Regions from separate parts of the Danio rerio genome. Here region 1 is linked to region 2. The links are chromatin contacts, called in public Micro-C maps. All regions are on one chromosome and are shown on one strand. Each heading gives the region's core, a stretch centred on a gene start, on an enhancer-like site or on the middle of the called end of the contact. The rest is flanking DNA. Distances are from core to core; before and after follow the strand shown.

Evidence for each region. Hi-C and Micro-C count contacts between places; a contact is called where the count stands out from the background.
Region 1: a contact with region 2 is called in a Micro-C map of caudal fin, with 3 times the contacts expected there. The contact joins the enhancer-like site here to the promoter of tmem200b in region 2. A contact is called at or near these places in 2 of 18 Hi-C or Micro-C datasets (caudal fin and an unstated tissue).

The regions. Positions count from the first base shown.
Region 1 is chr19:14,913,638-14,916,337 of GRCz12tu, reverse strand. All of the region lies in intron 2 of epb41a (erythrocyte membrane protein band 4.1a), which reads left to right. Among named protein-coding and RNA genes, the nearest start is that of epb41a, 24 kb to the left of the region's middle. Within about 2 kb of position 1,302, at least 44 of the 62 cell types and tissues checked have an H3K27ac peak or open chromatin away from gene starts, as enhancers often do.
Region 2 is chr19:14,560,105-14,562,804 of GRCz12tu, reverse strand. It overlaps tmem200b (transmembrane protein 200B), which reads right to left and starts at 1,376. Exons shown (of 4, transcript XM_073931602.1): 1 at 1,325-1,376; 2 at 1,090-1,238. srsf4 (serine and arginine rich splicing factor 4) reads right to left here. Exons shown (of 6, transcript NM_199574.1): 6 at 2,126-2,700.

The DNA.
Region 1 (2,700 bases), core at 53-2,552, 350 kb before region 2:
ATAATATTTAAGGAATATTAGTTTTTTATAGTCTTAATACGGTGAAGTGTTTTTTGGAGGGAGTTAAGTTCCTTTCTTAAATAAGCAAAGGATTTTGTAATTATTTGCGAATTTCTGTTGGTGAGTGAATTTGCCATAAAAGATCAATAATGTCTATGATGTGTTCAGGGGTTTATCTTTTGGATTCACTAGATTGGCAGAATCAAATGTATGAGATCTTTGGAGTGACCAAGATTGCTTGGAGATTAGACCATCAAAATACGTGTCTCCTGTGCTTGTTTGCAGGACGGGCAGGAGCTGTCGATGTCCAAACATTTAGAAACATTAGAATTTAGCAGATACATTTTATGTAAAATTTTTAAATGTATATCTTTTGCCTTGTTGGAAATGCAATATTGAGCAGCATGGTGGCGCAGTGGGTAGCGCAATTGCCTCACAGCAAGAAGGTGGCTGGTTCGAGCCCCAGCTGGGTCAGTTCAGTTGGCATTTCTGTGTGGAGTTTGCATGTTCTCCCTGTGTTAGCATGGGTTTTCTATGGGTGCTCCGGTTTCCCCCATAAGTCCAAAAAGATGTGGTGTAAGTGAATTGGGTAGGCTAATTCTTCCGTAGTGTGTGAGTGTGTATGACTTTGTATGGATGTTTCCCAGTGGTTGCAGCGGGAGGGGATCCACTGCATAAAACATACTGGATAAGTTGTCGGTTCATTCTATTGTGGCGACCCCAGACTAATAAAGGGATTAAGCCGAAAAGAAAATGAATGAATGAATGAAATGAAAAATTTCCCAGGTAAAAGCCAAGTTCTATTCCAGTCTATATCCTCAACCAAGGACCTGCAGTAAAACTTTCCTCTTGAAGAAATTGTCCTTTTAAGTTGAAAGATTTAAAGCACAAACCTTACATTTCTTATCTAACAGACTAACATCTTGTAAAAGCAAAGGGGAATGAATATTCACTGAATGAGCTCCTTGGGTTAAATCCACAGTGACTTTTAACAAGGTGAACTAAACCGGGTGATGTTGATTTAAGGATGAGGACAACGTGCAGTACATTTGGGTCCAAACATTACATTTTGGGTCCGTGGCTTTATCAAATCGAAATATGACACCTGATGTATGGGAAACACATCTGTAAAAAGTTAAAACAAAAGCACATTTTCCTGTTCTAAACACAAAGTAGCAGCTAAAATGAAACAGTTACAAAACGAATCCAGTTGATCCCGTTTCTAAGTCTCCTTGGTTACGATGCTGCTGCAGCCTAGCGCCAGGGACCGAAGCTCAGTGATCTCGTGTATGATTGGCGGATTCCCACCTCTGCTCGTCTCCTATTGGTGGCTTTCACAAATACGCTTGCCTCATTGCATAGAAAGCTCCCCCTTTTTACTAGAATCTAAACACCGTTTTAAAAAAGGTTGGATAATTTTGTACATGGGATTGCCTGGGTGAAATCTGCGGAAAACCCCTTTCAGGATATTTTACAGTGGACTATTTCTACCCGTTGATGAATTAAAGGGAAAGGTAAGAGGGGGATCTTGCTGCTGGCTTGTGTATTGTGTGATGCTCGCGAGGACGGGAATCTGTTGACATTTTTTTCACATTCGGCGCCATTTTCAGACATTCCCATTCACGCGCACCTGCTCCCACATTATGACTCTCGATATCAAAGTATTCTGATCGACAGCTTCTTTGAGAAACTACGAAAGCTTTAAAGTTATTGTCGTTTTGAGCGCGCTTTGATTTATTGTATTGTTATAGGTGCACTGTTGGCGAGTGCCTTTTTCATTCAGACTGGTTAGTTAAAGAGACTCACTAGTCAACTCAGTGCTTTCTTGTCATGTGCTTGATTTAAAAGAATTCAATAACTGTCGCGAAAGAGATCATATCTGTGGAGTTTATTATGTCCGTTCAGTTGTGTCGTGGGAAATTGTTCCGTTAGGCTGAATCAAAATAAAGCGCATGTTTACTTGAGAGGCAGGTATATTTACTGTAAACCATGATATATTATGCCTCGGTGTTTATTACTGAAGCTTGTTGTGAATCTGCGGCTGTAAATTAACGTTAACTGTTTGTTGGGGGAAGGATAATTAGATTAAAACCTCAAATTAAAAAGATCTGAAGTTACTCTCTTTCTTTCTTTCTTTCTTTCTTTCTTTCTTTCTTTCTTTCTTTCTTTCTTTCTTTCTTTCTTATTTAATGAATAAAGAATTTGTTAAATGTAACCTTGGTCGGCTGATGGTATTTCAGCTTGTTTTATTTAAATTAACAAAATCATTTGTGACATAAACTCTTTAGCTATTTATATCATCAGTGTCATTTTTAAGATTACAGATGGTTGTGTTATGATACAAAAGCACAAGTGTGATCCTAGATCACAAAACAGTCAAAAGTAACAATATTTTGAAATTGGGATTTTTTACATCTTCTGAAACCTGACTAAAGAGATTTCTGATGATGTATGGTTTACTCAAAAAATACATTAGCTGCTTGTTCAAACTACTTATTTAAAATGAGTTGAAACAAAATTTTTTTTAGAACAACTTAATTGTTTCATCTTTAATCCACTTAAATGTGCAAAATAATCAATTTGGGTTGGGACAACTTGTGCGGAACCAATCATTGTCTACTACAGTATTTGCTAAGATAGGACACTATTCATCTGAGATACAGCTATTTGACATCAGGAATCTAAGGTAAATAGTCTTTT
Region 2 (2,700 bases), core at 127-2,626:
ATATATATATATATATATATATATATATATATATATATATATATATATATATGCATTAAATCTCTTTTTAATCAAAGGCTGCATCATAATGCACTTTATCCAACAGTGTATCCATTAAACAGCTTTGCAAATTTCAGGTTTCATAATGACAATGAGGTCCACATAGAAAAACAATGTATAAGCACTATGCATCTAGGAGCATATGTTTGGACTGATTCATCAAAAGACTTGACTGATGAATTCCAGACCGCTTTTTTCCATTACCAAGTTCAGCTTTACTTTTAATGGCTGTTCACTCTGGTTTCCAAATGAGTGAGATTAATTATACAAGAGTATAAAATATAAACAGCAGATGTAGATCAATCGTTGAATCCAAACTCTGTTGAATGCTTCAAATTATTGTTTGATTATTTGTAGAGACAATCTTTTAAGCACCCAAGTCGTCTCTTGTTAAAACCCTTCCTGTGGATTCTAACATGAGTCACATACAGTACATTCATCATGTCTGAACAGTAAAATATTTCAGGCATTACTGACATTGTTGAATACTTGCTTGTACAGTACATCATAAAAATAAATAAATAATAATAATAATAATAATAAAAGAGAACTTCCCCCTGCTTTTACTTTTTTTCAATATCCAATTCATTTGTGCATGTCTTATATAAAATAAAATAAATCACTTTAAACTGTAAACACACCAGAAATCATCTAACGTTATTTGTATTTCATTGTATGCAATTATCACTAAAGAAATATTTAGGAAGCTACTCAGAAATTGTTCGGTTTGTGCTAATATGTCTAAAGATATTAAGACGTGTTTTTTTTTTTTTTTTGGTCTAAACAGTGGGCTCAATCTCAAATACCTTCATTCTAATAGATACTTCTCTTAGCATATCACATGGAATCAAAAAGACATACATGATGAAGGAAACATTGCATGTAAACTTAAGATTAGACTTAATCTGTAACATTTGAAATGTATCGACCTCTAATAAGGTCAGTTGCTGTATTGATATTGCCGCTTTGGTGGTACTATGAAGAAATGGGTTAAATGCGCCTCAGTCACAAAACATTGCCTTTACTTGCCTTTGTTACAGTGTATTTGGTCCTCGTTTCATCGTTCTACCGCGCTGGACACGCATGTTCGTGATGTTCTTCGTCCACTGCGAAGTTTTCCGGTTCTCCATCAATCCAGACGCGTGCGAAGTGCCGCGCGTCTCCCATGATAGCTTTTCCTGTCCAAAGGAGGACACTGAAGGGTTAAAATAACTGACTTTCTAAAGGCAGATAAGGTAAATGGCTCTCCATCATCAGTAGTCACCGTGTGTCCCTTAACCAGTGTCCACATTTCGTGTTCTCCCTCAGTGAAGTGTGGAGAGCGCCTCCTTCGTCGTGTCTTTTTCTGACTCGATAGAGTGGCCAGACTTCAGTTTGCTTTCAATACACTCAGACAGGACCCATAACGCGTACATTCAACAGGCTACATTTTCTCCCTTTGGGGTTCTGAAGAGTAAATCTTCCCAATATATTAGTGATTACCTACATCAAACGGGTTGTAACGTAAAATGTAAGAAAAGAAACGAAATCATGGAAAATCAGGCACATAGATGAAAGTAGCCAGCAAGTACTGGACACGCTTTTCTTTTATCTAAATGTTGGCGACATCTTGTGGATTTTTTTCTACATGGAAACTTAAAAAGTTAAACGAAAAAATACTTTAAATAATTACAAGTTACTAACGTATTATTTTTATTCAAAGCTATATCTTCAACTCTTTGGGGCACACGTTTTTTTTAAACAGGAGGTTGTTTTCATTTACAAATCGTCACCATAGAATTATAAGGTTCTATCCGACATTTTTATCAAAATGGAGTTATCGACACATTCTTATAAATGACAACTTCTTTACATTGTGTTTTTGCAAGACTTCAGTCTGCATTCAAATGGCAAGTGTTAAACCCTAAAAGAGATTTATACAATTCCAATAAAGTAAAAGTTTTGAAATAAAAACTAAAAACTTTTGTTTCATAAAATGGCCAAAGATCAGTTGTGGTTTTGACTTTGCAATACAAGGAAGGCCATCACAAAACACCCTTGGAAATGAACAGAATGGACACAAGCATTGTGAGGCAGTTTTTATTGTTTTGCATGGAGAAACTGAATTTAAAAAGACCATAAACTCTGCCCCAGCATAACAACAATTATGGTACAGGTCTAAAGTATACAATGCAAAGGGTTAGGACACCTACTGAGGGCTCGGTCTTTATGAATAAAACATATGCAAGCAATTTCCAAAGAAAAACACTACTAAAATAAAACATAAGGTTAACAATTTCAGAAAATAATAACTGTGAATAAGCAGGCAATTTCCCTAATAACTAGCTTGTCTATTTGACAACAAAGGATAAAACAAAACTACAAAAAAGTAGCTTCAAAAAAAGAAATGAAGGGCAGAACAACATTTAGACACTGACTGCAAAACATAATTTTCAGTCTATTCTTGTCTTTTTCCGAGGACAAAATATCTAAAAACAAGATACACCATTTTGCTTCTCAAATGTAACATTCAGACTTGTTTTCAGACAATATATCTTGAATTCTATTTATTTTCTTACCCCTATCAGTTGATAACTGTGTTTTGTTTTAAGCATACATCTATCACAATTGTGACAAAAAGATTTAAAGGGGTAAAAAAAA